Regions from separate parts of the Mus musculus genome. Here region 2 is linked to region 1. The links are chromatin contacts, called in public promoter capture Hi-C maps. All regions are on one chromosome and are shown on one strand. Each heading gives the region's core, a stretch centred on a gene start, on an enhancer-like site or on the middle of the called end of the contact. The rest is flanking DNA. Distances are from core to core; before and after follow the strand shown. Region 1 overlaps Frmd5 (FERM domain containing 5). Region 2 overlaps Frmd5 (FERM domain containing 5).

What was found. Capture Hi-C pulls out chosen DNA fragments and counts their contacts.
Region 2: a promoter capture Hi-C map of pancreatic islet shows a contact between it and region 1. The contact joins two enhancer-like sites. A contact is called at or near these places in 7 of 484 Hi-C or Micro-C datasets (the G1E-ER4 cell line, the HPC-7 cell line, embryonic fibroblasts and 4 more), 1 of 115 datasets of contacts at active chromatin or transcription factors (embryonic stem cells) and 2 of 9 other capture datasets (liver and pancreatic islet).

The regions. Positions count from the first base shown.
Region 1 is chr2:121,718,821-121,724,074 of GRCm38.p6, reverse strand. All of the region lies in intron 1 of Frmd5 (FERM domain containing 5), which reads left to right. It also overlaps the pseudogene Gm14020. Among named protein-coding and RNA genes, the nearest start is that of Frmd5, 86 kb to the left of the region's middle. Within about 2 kb of position 2,409, at least 4 of the 459 cell types and tissues checked have an H3K27ac peak or open chromatin away from gene starts, as enhancers often do. A contact at or near this core is called in pancreatic islet, where this site is marked.
Region 2 is chr2:121,785,632-121,790,885 of GRCm38.p6, reverse strand. The region is part of intron 1 of Frmd5 (FERM domain containing 5); the gene reads left to right. Among named protein-coding and RNA genes, the nearest start is that of Frmd5, 19 kb to the left of the region's middle. Within about 2 kb of position 2,900, at least 41 of the 459 cell types and tissues checked have an H3K27ac peak or open chromatin away from gene starts, as enhancers often do. A contact at or near this core is called in pancreatic islet, where this site is marked.

The DNA of each region.
Region 1 (5,254 bases), core at 1,160-3,659:
TGTGCTGGGGAGCTAGAGATGGGTCGACCCTGGGGCCAGGCTGGCCAGGCCAGCATACATGGTGAGCCCTAGACCAACAAGAGACACTGCACTCCTAAAATTAAAGTCAGCAGTACCTGGGGAACGACTACTGGAGGTGGTTCTGTAGCCTCTACGCACATTCGAAGACACAGGCCCATGCCCTTGCCTCAGCTTTATCCTAGTTAGTTACTTTCACGTGGGCACTCTGTGTGGGTTTCCCCTTCCTTCTGGATTGTGGAAGAAGAAGCCTGGGGTTCTAAAGAAAAGCAAAACAAAAACTATTTGAGGAAAGCAAATCCTAACTTCCTGTAGAGTGAAGGTTGCATTTAGCGCTGCTCTACAGTATCACCAAAATCAACCATTGTGGGTGGGAGAGGACCCAGGGTTGGTTCCCAGCGCCCACATGGCAGCTCACAGCCATCTGTAACTCCAGTCCCAGGAGATCCAGGACATCCTCTAACCTCTCCTGACACATACAGTACTCACGATGTCAGGTAGACACATCCATATACATACAGATTAAACAAAGCCTTTGTTCAAAGTTCATGACAGGTGAACATTTAATGACATAGCACCACGTTCTTGAACATGTCACTTCGGTGTCTCCTCTGGTTCTTGAACATGTCACTTCGGTGTCTCCTCTGGAACTTAGCGCTGTCGGATTCTTTGGTCACTGGTTTCCCTTTCTTTCTTTCTTTCTTTCTTTCTTTCTTTCTTTCTTTCTTTCTTTCTTTCTTTCTTTCTTTCTTTCTTTCTTTCTTTCTTTCTTTCTTTCCTTCCTTCCTTCCTTCCTTCCTTCCTTCCTTCCTTCCTTCCTTCCTTCCTTCCTTCCTTCCTTCTTTCTTTTCCATCTCAAAGTTTTGTTCACATTAATGGTCTGCAATTTATCTTTCTCCATCATCTCTGTGCTTAGGAGACACGAGCTAAATCAGGAAAGATTTCATTAAAGATAATTTCACAAGCACTCCACCTGCCATTAGTGATAAGGAGTCCTACAGATTATTGATAGCTTTTGCTTTTGAGGAATTTATAATCTTGGTTTAACAAAAACTGGCCACATAAATTCACATATGAATATACTGGTTATATACATCTGTGTGTATGTTTGAAATAAACCACATTATGAACACATGTCAAGTGCCAAATAAGGCTGATTTTATAGTGTTCATTTCGTGAACGATTAAATGCACCAGCCAAGTGCAGTGTTTTAATTAGATTTATTATTTTCTTCTCCTGAGGAAAAACACTTAAGGATTTCCTAAATATCTCACTGAGAGATAAAAATCATGTTTACAAATTAAATATAACAATTATTAATAGTTGCTGTAAGTCGCTCTCCAATGCCAGGCATTGAGTTCTTTGACTTGTGTTGTATCTCCATTTTCAAGTGTTTGCATAGCTACATTGCTCTTTGTGTATGTCCCTAAGCTGGCTGGATGAGGTAGTCTCAAGTTGCCCATTTTAGCATAAATATTGGGATTTTGATTTCAGTTGTATATTTAGACACACAAAAGAAATTGGGAGTTGCTGGCCCAGAAAGTTTAATTTTATTTCTAAATATCATTTGGCCTTCATTCATAGTCTGTGACAATACTGATGACAGCTTTGTGCTGGCTTCAAGTTTTATGTCAAATTGACACAAGTTAGAATCATTCGAGAGGAGTGAGCCTCAATTGAGGAAGTGCTCGCATCAAATCAGGTATGGCTCGTTCCCTGAGCTGGTGGTCCAGCATTCTTTAAGAAAGCAGGCTGAGTAGGCCTTGAGAAGCAAGCCTGTAAGCAACACCCCTCCATGGCCTCTGCATCAGCTCTTGGCTCCAGGTTCCTGCCCTGACTTCCCTCAGTGATGGAGTTACCTGGATCTGTGAGCCAAATAAACTCTTTCTTCCCAAAGATGCTTTTAGTTCATGTTGTTTCATCACAGCAACAGCAACCCCAACTAGGATAAGATATACTTCATATGTTCTATGTTCCAGATGCTTATCTAGGCAGTATACATACATGTACACATACAGATACATATACATACATAATACATATACATATGGATGGAGTTTTGTGGTGTATTTCAGGCTGGCCTCAAACCCATGACTCTCTAGTCCCAGCCTCCCAAGTACAATGATTACAGGTACATGCTACCCCACTCATTCAAATGCTTATGAATACAGTCTTCTCAGCTACTCTGGGATAAGTTCTATAATGTTAAATTTTCAGATGAAGAAATTGAAGAGAAGTAACTTAGAGCAGGCCCCTCAAGCAATAAAGAGGTAAAGCCACAGTTCAGCGTGGCTCCATGACACCCGCAAACACTGTACGAGCCGCCTTGCTAACAAACACTGTACAGCAAACACTGTACAAGCTTCCTTGCTAACAAACACTGTACAGGCTGCCTTCCTTACAAACACTGTACAAGCTGCCTTGCTAACACTGTACAGGCTGCCTTGCTTACAAACACTGTACAGGCTGCCTTGCTAACAAACACTGTACAGGCTGCTTTGCTAACAAATACTGTACAGCAAACACTGTACAGGCTGCCTTGCTAACAAATACCGTACAGCAAACTCTGTACAGGCTGCCTTGCTAACAAACACTGTACAGGCTGCCTTGCTAACAAATACTGTACAGCAAACACTGTACAGGCTGCCTTTCTAACAAACACTGTACAGGCTGCCTTGCTAACAAACATTGTACGGGCTGCCTTGCTAACAAATACTGTACAGCAAACACTGTACAGGCTGCCTTGCTAACAAACACTGTACAGGCTGCCTTGCTAACAAACACTGTACGGGCTGCCTTGCTAACAAATACTGTACAGCAAACACTGTACAGGCTGCCTTGCTAACACTGGTTTCATGACCTACATTGGTTGCATTCATCTGAATTCTTATCTTACACTGTCACACGGTTGTCACACTTATACTGTCACACTGTTGGCCTTCCTTTGTGTCCTGTTTACTCTCTGTGACTTTAACACCTGTGAGACTGGGACTACCCTCGAGTCTCCCTTGTGTTCTTGACTCACATTGCCCTTTGTGTTAGTTATCAAGAACATGAACACTTTTTAAAATAGTAGACTGATGGTTTTCATAGTAGTGATTTATTAAGTTTAAAACTCCCTTATTAGATAATTATTTTATAAAGTGTAGAATTGATGCTTTCTAATGACAGAGGAAGTTCTGCCCTTTAAGTATTACAACAAAAGTAATTAAGAGTTAAGAGGCTAGTATTCCATCTTTAAAAATATGTTGAAGAAGGCTGAAGGGATGACTCCATGGTTAGGAGAACTGCCTGCTTTGTCGGAGGACTTGTGTTCAATCCTCAGTGCCCCATGGTGGCTCACAACTGTCTATAACTCCAGTTCCAGAGGATCTGACACCCTCACACAGACACACATGCAGACAAAACACCAGTGCACATAAAAAAATAAATAAAAGCAAATCATTAGGAAAATATTGTTAAAATTTTGTGGAAAAACACATATAATACAAAATGCCAGTGTGCCCACTTTAGATCAGACCACTCAGGGGCAAGTGCATTCACAATCGTAGCTGTCACCAGGACTCTAAACCCAGGACATTCCCATTGTCTCAACAGGAAGCCCAGTAGGGGAGCTGGCAATTAAAAGCATTGCCACACAAGCCTGGTGATGTGAGTTCCATTCCTGTGACCCAGGTAAAGGTGGAAGGGGAGAGCCAGCTCCATGGTTCCCTGACCATCACAGGCACTGTGGCATGTGTCCATGTGCTCTATGTGTGTGTGTGTGTACACAAATAATCACAGTGATGATGATGATGGTCACGGTGATAGTGATGGAGTTAAATAAATAAAATGAGTTTTCAAAGAATGCTCATCTGGCCTGGGGAGCTGGCCCAGTGCCTGCTATACAAGCAGGAAGCTCTGACTTTTTGAATCCCCAACACCCACGTAAAAGCCACATATGGCAGTGTAAACTGTACTCCCAGTCCTAAGGAATTCAGGAGAAGCAGAAGGAAGATCCCTGGAGTTTGGTGACCAGATTGGCTACCTGAATTTATGTGCTCCAGGTTCAATAAGACATCCTTCATCAAGGAACAAAGGAAATTAGGATGGAGAGCACTTGAAAAAGGCATCCAATAATGTTGGCCTCTGGCCTCAACACTCAGTCCACACAGCCTTGTGAACTTACACACACACTACATCACACACACATACACATTCACACACGCACATACATACACATTCATGCACACACACACACATTCATGCACACACATACACACACACATACACACACTTTCACTTGGCATTATTTTTCACAATTCATCTACCTTGTATACCACATCAGTTTATTCCTTTTTTATTATTTAATGATATTTCTCTGTACGAATATATTACATTTTGATTCTCTAGTCACTTGTCAATCAATGTTTGGATACTTTATGTTGGCTTTTGTTACTGGAACTGCCATGAAAATTCGTGTACAAATAAGTATTTTGACCTGTTTTTAATTATTTTGTATTTATTTCTAGGAGTGGAACTGTAGTACCATGCAGTAAGTATACGTTTAGTTTGAGGGAACTCCAAGATCTTTGTTATGATCTTTATGTTGTATGACACATCCGTGCATTACGCTCCTCTTCCTGCTCTTCCTGGAGCTGACTGCTCAGCTCGCCCTGTCAGTTTGATTGTCTGAGGCATGATCCCTTTTGATCCCTTTTCCCCACCCTCATGTCAAGCAGCAGATTCCCAGTATCTCTCCTTTTTTCTTTTTCTCTCTTTTTAGTTTCATCATGCTGTTTAATCTAGCACGTTACCTAGAAAGGCTTGTAGTAGCGAGAGTCCAAATACTCCTTCAGCGAGCGTGTCTCCTAGAGACCATTACACCCACTGCTCTACTTGCCTCTAGCCTCTTGTCTCCAGCAATGGTGAGCCGATTCCTTTTCCTTGGGGAAGAGAATTCATGGTTTGTTGCCCTTGCCTATAACAAAAATGTTGGAGAGCCGAGTGGCAAAGCTGTTGCCATTGGCATCTTTTCATTCACTTGAACCACATCAAAAGAGCTGGGATGCAGTTCTTCCCAAGTTAGTACCTCCAGTCACCATACAGATTCCCAGTGTCAAGCTTGATGAGGTCAGGTGTTTTGCCTGTCTCCTTGGTTACGGTTGTGACTAGGACGAGCATTGTGGCTCACCAGATGAGGGGTTCCTTTTGTGAGGGATCTTTCTCACCTTGCACAACTTGTGCTTGGCTTCCT
Region 2 (5,254 bases), core at 1,651-4,150, 66 kb before region 1:
CAATTGCCTTTACCCACGGAGCCGCCACCTCACCATTCCCCCGCTGCCCACTTTGAGATCGTATTGCCGTTTAGTCTAGGCTGACCTCCGTCTGTACTCAGTGCCGGCCGCATGGACTCCTGGGATTCTGCATTACTTTCCCGAGTGCTGGGATTACAGGCGTGCGTTCCCAGGCCTGCCATGTGCTTAGTGTTCTGAGGAGCAGTGCCACAGTGTGCATGAGGGTGCGGGACCCTCCCTCCTGTCTTACTTTTGATTAAGGCATTCTCATGTATGACGTGCCATCTCACTGTGGTTTTGATTTGCATTTTCTTGAAGGCTAAATGTTCAGAATATTTTTTTCCTTTGTGCTTATTCTGGGGAGAACTATATGTTAGGTGTGTGTGTGTGTGTGTGTGTGTGTGTGTGTGTGTGTGTGTGTGTATTTTTGTTGTAGTACTGGGAATTGAACCCAGTACCATGCTTGTGCATGCTAAGCAAGTGCTTCACCTCTTGCTCAGCTCTTTTTTACTGTTTATTTAGAGACAAGGTCTTAACAAGTTGCGCAGGCTAACCTTGGACTTACTTTGTATCTCATGTAGGTCTTGAATTTGGGACCCTCCTGCCTCAGTCTCCTAACAGCTGGAATTACAGGTTCATACCCTCAAGTCTGCCATTCACATTTAAATTGGATTATTGTCTTCCCGTTGAGTTAGAATTCACTGTGTATTTTGGATCTAATATCTTTATCTGATAGGTTAAAGTATTGTCTTTTGTTCTGTGGGTGATCTTTTCATCTTTCAAAGATTTTATTTTTGTTTATGTATATCAATGTCTGTCTGTGTGGGGTTATGTACACATGAGTGTAGTTCCATGTAGAAGCCAGAAGATGGCATCAGATCTCCTTGAGGTGGTGTTGCAGGTGATTGTGAACTATTAGTGTGGGTGTTGGAAACCAAGATAGTGGTCTAGATAACTTTACATGAGGACACATGGAAAGCTCAAACTATGAGTTGATTTTTTAAAAACATGTTCTTTTCCCCATTGAATTGTCTTGGTTCTTTTTTGAAGACTAACTGATCATAAGTATATGTATGGGCTGACTCAGTGTTAATCCATTCATCTTTCTCCCTTCATTCTAGTGCCACATCCCTTGGTTAATTTAGCTTTTCAGGAAGTTTTGAAATCAGGAAATGTGAATTCTGGGAACCAAACTCAGGTCCTTTGCCAGAGCAGGATGCGCTCTTAACCACTGGGCCATCTCCCTGGCTTCCTAACTTTGTTCTTTTAAAAAATGTGTTCTTATTTATGTTGCCTGTGTATGTGTGTCTGTGTGAGTAAATGTGTGAAGGTACTTGTGGATGTGAGAAGATGGTGTCTGATACCTTGGAGCTGGAGTTACAGGCTGTTGTGATTTGCCTGATGTGGGTGCTGGGACCCGGATTTAGGTCCTTTGGAAGAGCAGCAAGTGCTCTTAACCACTGGGCCGTCTTTGCAGCTCCCAACTCTGTTCATTTTCAAGATCCCTTTGGGCTGTTTTTGCTCTGTGGCATTTCCAAATGAATTTGGGGGGCTCAGATGCAGCTAGGTGGTACGTGCTTGCCTCGTATGCATAAAGCTCTGGTTTGATCCCTGGCACCAGAGAGAGAAAGGGGAAGCTAGGGAGGGAGAGGAGTCATGGCAGGGCCCACAGCCCTGGTGTCTAGAATTGACTCATAAGGCTCCGTGCTCTGGTGTGGTGTTGTGTGGTCACACTTAGCTTTATTTAGTTGATTGAGGAGATAGAAAAGCCCACTGGTTGTTAAAATTATAAATATTAAGCATTTCCTCGATGGCAAAAGGTGGCAATAGAAACTAAGCCATCTTTCAAGCTCTGAAAAGTGAGGGTTAGCTTTCCTGAGGAGACCGATTTCTAATCCAAAGCCTTCCGAGATGACTGTGCTGGGTTTTAAGTACTGAGTAGGAGATGTGGCACAGCTGTCACTGGTTATAAATGAGGACGCATTATGGGAGCAGGTGAGAGAACAAGCAGGCATTTGCTGTGGGGACACACACACATATTTTGTGATCAGTTCTGACAAACACCAGCAGTGGCCTGTCAGTATGGAAAGGGTAAGATTAAATTCATTAGCTGCCGTCATAATGGTTAAAATAAGTTTTTTGGTTTTTGGGGTTGTTTTGCTTGTTTGTTTGTTCTGCTTTTTGTGAGAAGGAGGTGGTTTTGAAGTCCTTCTTCTCCTGGGGTTTTTCAGTTCTGCACTGATGACTGAGGCTGGCTGGAGGACTGATGAGTGAGGCCACATGCTCAGACTGAGGGGCGGGGCTTTGTTGGCTGCCTGTGGTGGACTTTACTGGGTTCATGGTAACAATAACACAGTAAGAAGCCCACCACATTTGCAATCAGAAAACTTGAACACAAATCTTGGGTTTGTGTCACCTGGGGCACTCTGAATGAGTGTCAGAATTTGGGTGCCTTTTCTGTATGTGTTTTCTCCAAAGTAAGAAAAGATAATAGGTATATCTTTTACCTTCTTTGCAGAGTTGGATGAATATAAAGGCAGAGAGAGACAGACAGAGACAGAGTCAGAGACAGAGACAGACAGAGACAAGAGATGGGAGGAGATGGGTAGCTTTTTGCAATTTTTCTTTTAAATTTAAAATAACACTTAAGTGTTATCAGTAATGATTTTATTCTTTTAAATTATTTTTCTCTTAAATGTTATTTCTTCTTTGATAATTTCATATACACATGTGATGCCCTTGATAGCTTTCACCCCCATTCCCCTCGCACTTCCACAGTCAAGAGCAGAGAGAAATAAATACGTGCATGACTGCTTGTTTGGTTCCATTCTCCTACAGTCGAGGAAGCCTGGTATAGTGCATGGTGTCTTCCACTGTGGTTTGGACACGCCCACATCAATCAACACTCAGCACAGCCCCCACGACACGCCCATAGGTCCAGCCAAGATAGGCGACAGACAGTTAGTTCTCTGTTATGACTGCCCCCCCCCCCCCCCGCCCCGGCTAATTGAGGTTGTGTTGAGTTGCCAGGTCAGCGTCACCACCACACTCGTTCTTGGCCGTAGTTTCCTTGGAATCTTTCGGTATCTGTCTCACATCTCTACATCTCTACTTGGGAACACTACTCTGACCCAGGTTTTCTTCCTCTTCTTCAGATAACTGACCCTTCTGTTATTTTTGTCCAAACCAAAAAATGATAGCAGTATTTGAGATTTCTCCTACGGAAAAGATAAATTGGTTTAGTGTAATTGCATAGATGTTTAGTTTAACGGGCGTGGCTGAAGTACTAAGCCAGTCAGCAGCACGGGGGATTTCCTTTCTCAGCCTTTGAATTTCCCCTTTTCTTGTTTTCCCACAGCCTCTTCTGTTGCTCCTTGCTCCTTTTAGATGTGTCTGAAATCTGACACTCTTGTGCCTTGTCCAGACTCACTCGTTGGTCTGGAATAGATTTCATGTTACCATACCACAGCGTGCTTTGTGGGTTGGAGTGGATGGTCATGTGTTTCAATTCCCCTAATCCTGACAAGAAGAGATTTCATTTGTGATCCAGCTCCTGGGTCCTACATGAAGTAGAGCCGTCAGTCCTTAGGAACTGCAACCCCAGAGACAGCTTCCTCGTCCTTGGTGAGATGGAAGTAGCTTTTGCAGTTCTGATGCTTGGGGCTGATGCAGTTGCCACCTGTAGTATTGCTTCCTCTTCTTGCTTGTTGAGGAGAAAATGTGTTTTACTTAAGTGTTTTCAAAGTCTATCTGACCAATTTCTCTCTCCGTCTTTCTACCTTGCTTTTGGCTTTTCTGTTTGTCCTTGTTTGTTTGTTTGCTTGTTGTTGTTTTTTGAAAAAGGATCTCATTATGTTGTTCCTGGCTGGCTTGGAACCGGTTTTGTAGACTAGGCTAGACTACAGAGATCCACATCTCTGAGATGAAAGGGCATGTACCACTATGCCCAGCCTGCCCAGCCTTTTCAACTTCTTTTAAGTTTTTTATGTCTGTCTGTCTGTATGTATATGTGTGTCTGTATGTACATGTGTGTCTGTGTGTCTGTATGTACATGTGTGTCTGTGTATCTGTTCCTGTATGTACATGTGTGAATGTGCACTTGTACATATGCAGATGACACCTGAGTGTGTCTAGTGTCCTCTGCTGTCACCTCCCACCTGCTTATTTGAGCCTGGGTCCTCCCTGAGCCCAGGGTTTATGTCTCAGCCAAGCTGGGACCCAGCAAGACCCAGTGATCACCCTGTTTCCACCGAACTAGGAGCTGGAGTTACAGACTTTTGCTAGGTGTGGGGTCTGAACTCCAGTCTTCATGATAGCAGGGTTAATACTACTGAGCCCTCTCTCCAGCCCCTCCACTTCTTTTTTTCAGATTTATTTTAAAACGGAAGTGATATATTTTGAGTAGTACTGAAATGAATGTGTGTTTTGGAGACTATCTAGCATAAAATATTGTTGCATTATTACACTATTTATTTAGCTTCTTGTTGTCAGACCTGACTTCATTGTTTGGAGCAATATTTGAAAAACATCATGTTTTTGTTTTTGTTTTTTTTTTTTTAACCACAGACTTATTTTTCAAAAAGTCGTTGAATTTAATTCTAAATTAAAGTAAAGCAAATAGAATATTAGTTCTTTGAAATTTAGTTATAATTAATTTTGAGATTACACCTCGTTTTAGAAACAGTCTGTGTAGTTAAAATAAAGATGATGCCCAGTGATATCGTGTTAAAAGTTTGAGGGCGACTGGACAACACTGTAGCTTTGCGGAGCCAATCCTCTCCTTCCTTTGGCTTCTGGGGAGTGACTCTGGGCCTTTAGCTTTGCCCAGCCACTGCTTGTGGTCACTGAGCCCTGGGATTCAGATCTTTGTGAGTACACTGTAGCTGTCTTCAGACACACCAGAAGAGGGCATCAGATCCCATTACAGATGGTTGTGAGCCACCATGTGGTTGCTGGGAGTTGAACTCAGGACCTCTGGAAGAGCAATCAGTGCTCTTAACCACTAAGCCATCTCTCCAGCCCCGCATACATAGACTTTAATCCAAGGGACAAATCATGACTTTGCTTAAGAAAGCAAAAAGCATCTGTGTTCTAAAGATGCTCTAGGGAAAGCGTTCCCGTGTGCATTATTGTGTGCTTCACATTATACTGAAGCTAAAACCCAAGATTCCAAGTTCTAAGTACAGCCTTGAAATAGTAAGCCAAAGCCCATAGTGTAATTGAATACTCAGTAGACTGGAGAGATTCATTACCA